Linked DNA regions of Rattus norvegicus: regions 1 and 2 are each linked to region 3. A link is a contact called in public Hi-C data. All regions are on one chromosome and are shown on one strand. The core of a region is the stretch at or near the end of the contact, and the rest is flanking DNA. Distances in the headings are between cores, read along the strand shown. Region 1 holds the start of Slc22a17 (solute carrier family 22, member 17). Region 2 holds the start of Pabpn1 (poly(A) binding protein, nuclear 1). Region 3 holds the start of Thtpa (thiamine triphosphatase).

Evidence for each region. Hi-C and Micro-C count contacts between places; a contact is called where the count stands out from the background.
Region 1: a contact with region 3 is called in a Hi-C map of frontal cortex, with 2.5 times the contacts expected there. The contact joins the promoter of Slc22a17 here to the promoter of Thtpa in region 3. A contact is called at or near these places in 8 of 12 Hi-C or Micro-C datasets (the A7r5 cell line, the Rat2 cell line, Schwann cells and 5 more).
Region 2: a contact with region 3 is called in a Hi-C map of kidney, with 3 times the contacts expected there. The contact joins the promoter of Pabpn1 here to the promoter of Thtpa in region 3. A contact is called at or near these places in 8 of 12 Hi-C or Micro-C datasets (the A7r5 cell line, the Rat2 cell line, Schwann cells and 5 more).

What each region holds. Positions count from the first base shown.
Region 1 is chr15:32,357,014-32,360,456 of GRCr8, reverse strand. It overlaps Slc22a17 (solute carrier family 22, member 17), which reads left to right and starts at 1,677. Exons shown (of 10, transcript NM_177421.3): 1 at 1,677-1,908; 2 at 2,040-2,531; 3 at 2,621-2,724. The coding sequence starts at 2,265.
Region 2 is chr15:32,336,192-32,339,604 of GRCr8, reverse strand. It overlaps Pabpn1 (poly(A) binding protein, nuclear 1), which reads right to left and starts at 1,516. Exons shown (of 7, transcript NM_001135008.1): 1 at 1,165-1,516; 2 at 692-806; 3 at 1-34. The coding sequence starts at 1,503. It also overlaps a transcript of Bcl2l2 not described here.
Region 3 is chr15:32,536,088-32,539,835 of GRCr8, reverse strand. It overlaps Thtpa (thiamine triphosphatase), which reads right to left and starts at 1,938. Exons shown (of 2, transcript NM_001007682.1): 1 at 1,030-1,938. The coding sequence starts at 1,576. It also overlaps a transcript of Zfhx2 not described here.

The DNA of each region.
Region 1 (3,443 bases), core at 428-2,927, 180 kb after region 3:
GATTTGTGCATTTTTAGCAACCTCTCAAGTGGTGTGGATGCCGTGGGTCCATCAGCCACACTTTGGATAGCACGTCGGGTCAGGGTTGCTTCTCTGAGGCAAAGATGCTTGAACTGAAAGCCACAGGATGTGGGAACCTTAAAGGAGAAGCCTTTAGGCCTTGGAACCAGCTTGTGCAAAGGCCCTCGGATGCTGGAAAAATGAAGAGAGCCAGCCAGGTGGTCGGAATGAAGAGTGGGCAGAGAGGTGGAATGTAGCTACGGCATCATGTGACCAGGCATGTAGGCCCACGTGTGAATTGTCTAGAGTAGTTTTCCTGGTAAGAGACGTCACTGAAGGCAGCTGAGTAAGAAAGAGATGAAATCAGGCCTCCGTTTGTGACCCTAGCATGGTGGGTCAGCGTGCAGACCTGTCTGGAAATGACTCTTTTCTCCAGAACTGATGAAAAGATGGAAGGACAAGAATGCTCAGGTTATCCTCTGACCGTCAACCAACGCAGCCTGGCATGTACACATACACATCATGCACTTACACGGCAATACATTTTTAAAAAATTAAGCACCTGCATTTTTAAAAAGATCATTCCATCTGCACCATAAATAACATGGAGAGAAGCAAGAGTGGACCCAGAACATCAGTCGGGAACTAAGGGTCCCACAGCACATGCTAAGTGGAGAACTGTGGAAGAGTTTTATAAGGGCCTTGGCATGAGATGAAGGCATTCCAAGGGCACACACCAAACAACGGGCCGTAGGTGGATGGTGAGGGTGCCATTCTCTCAGAGAGGGAAGCATTAGAAGACACCCAGATTACGGGGAGGGTGTTGCATGATTGTGCTCTTGGGGCCTCTAAGAGACATTCACGCATATGTGGGGCTACCAAGAGGTTGCTTCACTGACTCGGGACTCTGAGAAGAGGTGGGAATAGGAATCAGGTCTTGTCTGGGCCGATGGTGTCTAATCCAGATAGCAGGGAGGTAACGGTATGAGATGGGAAGGTATAAACGCTGAAGAGGAGGAGGAGGAGGAGCATGTGACGACCATGGAGAAATGAAGAGAAGAAAAAAGCCACAAGGTGAGACTTGGCAGTCAAGGGAGGAAGTTTAGAAGAGGTGGTCAGCAGTGCCAAACGTGTGGAAAATGGTGATCCAACCAAGTTAGGTGTGGGGAAACGTAGACTTGTTCCCCTGAAGAGAACGGAAGCTGAAGAGCAGAAGCAAGGTGCCAACAGATCCCTCCATCTGCATAAACCATACCGCAATTACTGAATTACACGGTCGCCTCCTCTAGAAACCACCTCTAAGGGCATTTTGTCCACCCTATAATCCTTCGGGCCTCACGCACTGCCTAGGATACAGTAGGCACTTAATACATTTTATCGATAAAATTAATGTGGAAGGGTGGAGAGCAGATGGATGAATGAGTGACGGGGAAGAACTGGAATAAAGGAGGAATCTAAGGCGTTTGTCCCCGCAATATCCTTCACCTTTTTTCTAAACCGCAATGGCCTGCAGCCCCAAAAAACAAACGACGGAGACCCCAGCCCCTCCTTCCACGGGGGCCTTGGCCCCCCCCCTTTATCTCTGACGAACAGTCTGGACCCAGGTTCTGCTGACGTGGGAAGGGGAGGAGAGTCTGGAGGAAGGGGAGGGGAAAGCAGCGCAGCGACCGTAGAGACGGAGGAGGCGCCCGCGGCTGCAGAGCTGCAGAGCGGGGTCTCCCGGCCCTCGGCGTCCCAGCCCTTTGCACATAGCTGGGCCAGACAACAGCTCATTCTCTCGGCGCGGCCGTCAGGGCCCCAGCGGTCGGCAAGCTGGCTCCCCGAGTAGCCACCGGGACCCCCGAGCCCAATGGCGGGGGCGGCAACAAAATCGACAGCACCGTGGAGATCGCCCCCGGCGCCAATGGAGTAAGTGTCTGTGCCCCGGGGCTTCCGGCGACCTCTCCCCGCCCGTGCCGCGCGCCCCGCCTCCCACCCGCGGCCCCCGCGTGCCCGCGGCCTCCCCCGCCTCACCTTCTCTCCCCCACCCCTCGCCGCAGCAGGTCGGGAGCCTCGGAGATGCGGTCCCCCCCGAGCAGCTGCAGGGTGAGCGGGAGCGCCGGCGGGAGGGGGAGGGCGACGCGCTGGGCAGCAGCCTGTCGCTGGCCGCGCCCCCGGGCCCCCTCAGCTTCGAGGCTCTACTCGCCCAGGTGGGGGCCCTGGGTGGCGGCCAGCAGCTGCAGCTCGGCCTGTGCTGCCTGCCCGTGCTCTTCGTGGCGCTGGGCATGGCCTCAGACCCCATCTTCACGCTGGCGCCCCCGCTGCACTGCCACTACGGCGCCTTGCCCCCCAACGCTTCGGGCTGGGAGCAGCCCCCCAACTCCAGCGGCGTCAGCGTCGCCGGCGCAGCCCTAGCAGCCAGCGCCGCCAGCAGAGTCGTCACCAGTACGGACCCCTCGTGCAGTGGCTTCGCCCCACCGGATTTCAACCACTGCCTGAAGGACTGGGACTACAACGGACTGCCCGTGCTCACCACCAATGCCATCGGCCAGGTGAGGCGGCCGGGCGGGACCTGGAGTGGGAGCGGGCCAGGGCAACGAGGACCCGGCCTCATGCGACTGCACCACTCTCACGTCCCCAGTGGGATCTGGTGTGTGACCTGGGCTGGCAGGTGATCCTGGAGCAGATCCTCTTCATCTTGGGCTTTGCCTCCGGCTACCTGTTCCTCGGTTACCCCGCGGACAGGTGAGGATGTTGTGGGGGGGGAGGTAGGGCTGATAGAAAAGAGGGATTGCTGACAGAGCTAGCCCAAGCAGCTGGGTTTGCAAGAGGACACGGATGGTTCCCTTGTCTACACTCGGCAGTCTCCTCTGGACTCCTGTGTAACTACTGTTTCGTCCCCCATCAAGAAATACACCTTCTATACCCACTTCCACACAAGGAAATGACCTCACACTCGTGACCTATTACTCCAGTCCCTCTCAGAAGATCTGTAGCCATCAGACAGTGGCTTCATCTCAAAAGTTAACAAGCGATTCTTCGGCCAAAACATTTCATGTCCCATCTCCCTCTCGGTGCCCTTACTATCCTAGATTCAATCTTCACTGGCTAATAGCTGACTCGTCTCGGTGGCCACATTACTAAAACTTAAATGTTAATTCCAGAATATAACCAGCTCTATTCCCATTGGCCGATAAGTCAAGTTCAGGAACGGACGACCCCATCTCTGACCAGGGCCCCATCCCCTACACTTGAACACTCTGTAGTAACTCTTCAGAGTGTAGCTAGATACACTCTGAAGTAACACTTCCTGCCAATGCACCATGGAGCTCCGACTCGGGGAGAGCCTCACAAACCAACAGTTCTATCTTCATGACTGGCCAGAGCTTTCAGATCCTCTTGGACCCAAACTCCCACTTCCACATATCAGTGGGATCTCATCTAAAGAGCAGGGGTTCATCCTG
Region 2 (3,413 bases), core at 267-2,766, 200 kb after region 3:
ATCTTCTCCTCAAGAGACATGATCACTGGGCCAGCTTTTAGAGGGGAAAAAAAATTACTTTAAGCAAGCACATTTCCTGCTTGGGTCAATACATAGACACTCCACCATCAGGTTAAGATGTGGGCCTGTTCTGCTATACCAACTACTGCCTATAACAGTGCCCGGCACATAGTAGGTCTCACTATACATTAGACAAACTACCTCTTAAAAACCAAAGAAAAGGGTATTAAGATTTTATGTTTCTCAAGTCGACTCTCTATCCAGCTTTGGCTGAAATGCCTCTCAGCGTGAACAAAACTCAATGTACCGAAACCTGACATTTTAAAAGAACTCCTCACAGCCATCAGTCACCTTATAAATCCTAATAAAGGGTCTCTCACTGAAAAGTGTTAAGATTTGAAGGTCAAATGCTAGCTGCTAATCGCCACAAGAGTACAGACAAACTAAGAACAAAGAGAAACACACTTATAAATGAGACAAAGGAAGGCACAACACTATCACCACCAAAACAGCCTGCGTCTAACAAAGGTCAGTAGAACACATAATGGACTATGACCACAGCACCTGCCCAGAAAATCTGCTCAGATGAGCGGCTTCAAGATCCCGAGCCTCTAATGCCCCGCTGCAGTCTTCCCCCACCACCCTATCAACCAAAGACCCCGACTGTATGTGCAAGAGGCCATTTACTCACCATTGCCTGGGGGTGGACTCATATTCATCTGTTTCTCTACCTCGTTTTGTAGCTCCTTTAGCTTCTCAGCCTCTTCCTCCATCTCCCTGACTCGAGCTTTGATCGCTTCTAGCTCCTACAATGAATGAGCAGGGCATGCAGTTAACCACAGACGCAGGGGCTGTGCCGTTCATTTTGTCTGGGCCTGGCCACAGCCATGCTCGGCCATTTCCCTCGCCTCGTGCGAGGGTCGTGATTGAAATAGAAAATCAATTTTTTAAAAAACACGCCGAAAAATAAAAAGAGCCAATTAATTTACCTTCTCTAGAGCCATCCTAGGCGCCCATGATGCCCCATCAGACCGCTCACGAACGGCCTCGGCCCGCCACCAGCCACGTTATTCCCCGCCCAACCCCACCCCCCGCCTGCCTGCCTCCTGCCCGTGCTCTGGGCCTCCCATGACCCGGCCCGCACGCTCGGCCTCCTCCCCTCACCGGGTCCTCAATGGCGCCGTCCCCGGGGTCGGTCTCAACCAGTCCCGGCTCTTCCTCCTCCTCCTGGCTGCCGGGGGCTCCCGAGCCGGGCCCAGGACCCGGAGCTCCCGGAGGGGCGCGGGGCCGGGGCGGCTCCTCTTCGGGCTCGGGCTCTGGCAGCAGCTCCCCAGGCTCCAGCTCCTCAGACTCCAGGCCGTTCCCGTAGTCCCCTGCGCCCCCCGGGTCCCCCTCCCCGGCCTCCCCACCGGCCCCGGGCACAAGATGGCGCCGCCGCCCCGGCCCGGAGCCCCGACCGCCCGCAGCCCCCGCTGCTGCTGCCGCCGCCGCCGCCGCCGCCATCGCCGCTCAGACTGGGGCCCGCCGCTCGGCGATTGGAGAACTGAGCTGGCCACGTCGAGGATTCATTAGTCAGTCAGCCTGCCCGTTACCTCGAGCTCGAATACTATTGGGGAATTCTACTTGGCAATCACACACGACCCCACCTCTAAGGCGGGCCACCGTGCCAAAATCTCTGAACCCGGTAGGTGAAATATGCCTGTCAATCAACACACCCCACCTCCTGTCGAGTCCTTAGGTAACAATAAGCCTGCACTGTGACGACTTCCCGCTCATCCTCCGCCCATGGGCGGGTCCACAACATGGAGGATGCTTGGCAATTGGCCCCTGACTGGTGAAGTGGAAAGGACCAATCTTCCAAACGTCTCACCGAAGTGGCCCATTCTTGGATGCCGATTGGCTTATGGGATTCGACGGGCTGACACCCGCTGTGCGACAGGTGAACCTTGCTCCCGAAAGGGTTGCCTGGCTTAACGATAGGAAATTCCTGGACTGAGTGTGGTGGCGTATGCCTTTAATACCAGCGCCCCGAAAGCGGAGGCAATCGGATTTCTGTGAGTTCAAAACCAGACTACTCTACAGAGTGAGTTCAAGGACAACCAGCACTACATAGAGAAGTAGCCTAAAGAATAGTATTTAAAAAAAAAAATCAACAAACCTCACTAATCTTCACTCAGACTTGGAGTTGTCCCATTGTTCTGCAGAGGTGATTGTTTTAGACTCTAACCCCTGCTTAGACTTAGCCTGTTTTCTTGCCTAACTTGTACAGCACCCTCTTTTTCCTGGCCAGCTGAAGTGTCAAAATTTCTTACTGTAGCCTTGGGGCTAGTTTGCAAGTGTCTCCATACTTCTCTCATTCCCCGGTTTTACCTGAGGTTCAAAGATTTAGCCTCTATCTGTGGAGTTTCTCCTAAACCAGACCTCAGTGAGAATGCCTTCCACCAGCTTTCCCATTCTATCTTGAGACAAGTGGGCCTATTTCCGCTGCACACTTAGCGATTCTGTGCTGCTTCCTAACTAGGTGGAGTGCCTGCAGACCAGGGCTCAAGTCCTGTTTATATTTGGATCCATACATGGTGGTACACTTAGCAGAGTACACATGTGTGATTATTGGAGGGCTACAACTTTTAGGTCCAGTTTCCTAGCTTCCAAACCCCTTTGAAGACCCCAGAGGAAATTCTCCATGTAGGTGCTCAAGACAGCTCTGCACCTTCAAGTAACCATGAGAGCTGGCTCTGGAGAAGAGAGTACGATAGCCACACCCCAGTAGAAATTTCACACATTTATAGAAATAAAGAATAGTAGTGCTAAATCTGCAAGAGGACTTTTTGTAGACAGACCAAACTACAAGTCTGGGGAGTAGATTCATACAAGCACAACCAAAAAGGTTAACTTGGTTGCAAAAGGGGAATGGGACAAAAAGGAATACGTTTAAGCAAAACACAGTCAGAAAGAAGCATGGCTTATGACCCCACTGCCGAATTCCTTACCTCAGGAGTTTGGGAGCTGGAAGCAGCGTCAAACTGTTGCTGGGGATTCATCCCAATTGAAGTTGATCACCGAAGTCAGGCACTAAATGAGTTCCAAAGAAAGGTCTCTCACACTGATTCTAACCAATTCAAATTTTGAAGGGTTTGCTGGCACCCAACTTAAGCAAGGTAATGAAGGGAAATGTAAGAACCAAATGCCTTCGTGCAACAACAGTGTTGTTGAGGCAGGACCTCACTAACTGACTCTGGCTGGCCTGAAGCTCAATTTATATAGTCGAGGCTGACTTTAATCTCACAGAGACCCGCCTACCTCTACCTCCTAAACTCTGGGATTAAAGGTGTGTGCTGGCACGTCCATCTACTAAATGAATACCCTATATAAAACCACATTCCCCTAAATCTTTTTGTTTTAATTTTGTTGTT
Region 3 (3,748 bases), core at 689-3,188:
AATCCAGACGTCATCAAGCAGCTTGTCCAACCCACCCACTCACTCACTGGACTGCAAAGGTGAGACCCTCACGGCAAAGACCCACTTGGGTTGTGCCTCTCCTCCAGCAATGAGAGATGGTGAAGCAGCATCCTGTGCCACGGAGGCAGGGGAGCCAAACTCACTTCATTTGTTACCGCTTTCTCCCAATCAAGATTCAAGCCCATCTAGGCAGGCTGAAGCTCATTAGCTTGGTAATGGAGCACACGCAGCGGAGTACGGAAGATAACCAAGCGCTGTGAGAAACGGAGCTCCGGAACTGGAACTGTGGAACCGCGAGGGGAGCTCACAGAACCTCGTCTCTAACTGCCTGATGCCAGTGTCGCTAATGGACAGCAGCCTGCTGACCCACAGCAGGAAACCACGGGTGGTTTCCAAGGAGGCTCAGCCCTCCAGGGCTGTCAGGCCCTGTGGGGCACACAAAGTGGGCAGATGAGTTATTTCAGAGCTAGATATGGAGACAGAACCACCTGCCAGAGTACACCACTGCCCCGCCCCCCATACCAATGTGGTGCTCTTATCTTTACACCAATCGGAAAGCATGGTCGAGGGGGTGTGGCTACCTACACCTGTAACACCAGCCCTGGGGCGGATCACAAGCTTAAGGCCTATCCTGGGCTACACAGAAGACTACAGAAAGAGCCAAAGGAGTAGTAAAATAACCATGTAGGAAGTTGAAAGAGAAAACGGAAGTTTGTGAAGGATCAAAGCAGAAACCTGATAAATAGAACTAGGAGAATTAAGTGACAACTAGGATGAAGATTGGGAACCGGGAAGAATGAAATCCAAATTAGCTACTAAAGAATAGGGAATGATTTTTATAGAAGCGTACGCAAATTGGATTTTTCAAGAAAATCGCTACAAAAAAACTTCCCTTACAACAATGATTTTCACTCTCCAGTGAGGTTAAGTGAGAAACAAAAACAGCCCAAAGGGCCAGTCTCCCTCACCCAGCATTCTGCTGAGCATACAGAGGCCTATCTCCCTCACCAAGCATGCTACTGACGCTGATGATCTTCTCTAGGGCAGCCGGGACTTCAGCCTTCTCATGCACCACGGCCTCTACCTCACCCACGGCATAACCGAAATCCGTTGAATCCAAGTCCACTGTGAGCAGTGACTCCTCTTCATGGGCTCCAGATAAGGCCAGCTTCCAGGAACTTCGTGTAGTTATAAAACTAGCTACTTCCTGCAGCTTCAGTCGGCCCAGGACAGCAGCCACACCTGCAGTCTCCTGCTCCCCAGACCCCAGCAGTTCAAAGAGCTGGGTCACAATTGCAGATTCCGATGTGACTTCCACATACTCATTGTGAGGTCCTGAGACACCTGTTACTCCAGGACATTTGAACTCCCATCCACTACCTTCTCGTTGTCGCAGCCAGTGGTCAGACAGCATAAGGCTTAACTCAGAGGTATCATAGTACGTGTCTCGGAAGGTGACCCGGTGCTCCAGGGTGGCCCCCAACTTCTGCAGCCTTTCCTCTGTGTCAGGCCCTGGAGTAAACTTTCGCTCCACCTCAATCAAGCCCTGGGCCATGTTAACCTGCAACACACTTTTGTGAAGAATTCACTGCGTGCTCAAGGTGAGGACTAGTCATCAAAGACCCACTAGTCCTGGATGAATTTAAGATGCATATACACTGTCTCAGAGCCCTGCTCCAGTGACACAAGGCTCTACTTCAAGGTCTCACCGGGCTGCAACAATGGTGACAAGTCTCCAGTTAAATCCTACTACTGATAACCCGAAAGGCTCCCTAGAAAACAGGCCGTGATGCTGATGACCTATCTTCTCTTTACACCTTGCTACCCAAGGCCAGAATTCACTGCCCAGGAGGGCCTGCCATTCTTCGCCTAAGCACCATACAGCGGAACCTCCGGACACTCTTCAAGACCCCAGGGTCTCCTTCTCCCGGGACCCGGAAGTGGGGGAAGGGTGCCCACGCTACACCCGCGAGGAATGCCGGGAGCGGTCTCCCGCTCCGGACCTTAGTCCTGGCTTTTTACGCGCGAGTCCGGTCCCAGCACCAGCGGCCATATTAGACCGGTGTGGCGGTGCCGATGGCAAGCTAGGCCTGAGAGGTCTATTAGGTTACGTACGACCCAACCCGGTGGGCAAGAGGAGCAAGACCATCCTCTTGCCTGCTGTTCATCCTGGATCTTTTCTGGAGCCCCGGCATCGGCCAAGATCTCGAGCCTTAGCGTGAGCCTGGCACTCTGGGCCTGATGCATGATGGGAGATGTAGTTCCAAAGGGCCAACTCACCTTTCGTGGCCACCCGTCACTATGGTGATGAGAAACATGTAATTAGTGTCAGCCAGCCGGAATCTACCTAAAGCTCTACTGGAAGGCTTTGGGGGGTGTGGCGAACGGGAAGGGTAGTTCCTAACCCCTCCCAGTGTAGACGGTGGGTGGTCCTGATGAAACACAAACTATGGCTCCCAGGTGGTGGTGGCCTGTAATTCAATTTAGCCACTTGGAATATTTTTATAGTTTTTTTTTTTGTTGTTGTTGTTGCATGTTGTTGTTTTGGGTCTGTTGTTGTTTTGACCTAAGGATTTCATGTAACCCAATTTAGCCTGGAACTGCCGATTCCCCTTCGAGTGATTGCTGGGTTACATGTGTGAGCCAACGTGCCCTTACCTCTTTACTGGGACTTTAGAGGGGATCTAATACAAACTGGTTCAAAGGTTTAGAATAAAGATGAGTAGGAAATATTGTATCCGTGGAGGAAGTTGTTTTGAATGTGAATTAAGAGATGTGATGGGAGCGCTGGAGTGATGGATTCTCAGCACTTAAGTACACTTGCTGTTCTCACAGAGCTCTGGGATTGCCTTCCCAGCATTCTCTAGTTACAGGGGTTCTTACTCCCTCTTCTGGCACCCTTCTGTACTACAGACAAAACACTGGTACATATTCTTTTTAATGAGAGAGTGTATGAATGAATGAATGAATGAATGAATGAATGAATGAATATGATGGGATTACTGGAGGCCTAGATGAGAATAACTGCCTAAGTAAAGAACCAGAAACTAGCTACAGCACCTAGCCAGTATCTAAGCTGACAATGACTTGAAGTGTAATTGAGTGGCAGGTTGAAAAGCCACGAGTGAGTGCCAGACTCAGTCCAACAGTCCTGGAGGCAGCTCTGTCAGGAGTACAAACAGTAGTCAGGCAGAGTGGTGTGCACCTGGCTTCCCACCATCGGGCAAGCTGGGGCAAGAAATCACAGCTTGAGGAGAGCCTGTACAGACTGATTTCCAGCCACTCCTGGGCCAAGAGTGAGACAGGCAGGGAGCATTACGAGAACTTGGCATTTACAGACATGGCATTTTGAACGTGGGATGGCATTCAACAAATGCCTGCTTCTGGTCTATGGGCTGGATCTTACAGAACACAGAAAATACCAGTGCTTCCTGAGTCAACAAAACTGAAAAGTAAAGCCAAAGATCTGAGTGGGGAGGAAACAAGTCCCTGGCCCCAGCTCTTCTCATTAGCCCGATCTTCATCTGTTCTCTTTAGTAGACCCTGGCTGGCTCTTGGGCATGCTACTCCACCTGCCTCAGTTATATGAGGACTAAAGAGTCAGTTACAAAGTTTACTGTTACATTGAGAAACTCAAAATAATGGTTTTGTAACCAACCTCAATTTCGGTAGTTCTTGTTATTGTTATCCGGTGAGAAAAATATGTCACAGCAGCAAGCTTGGGCTC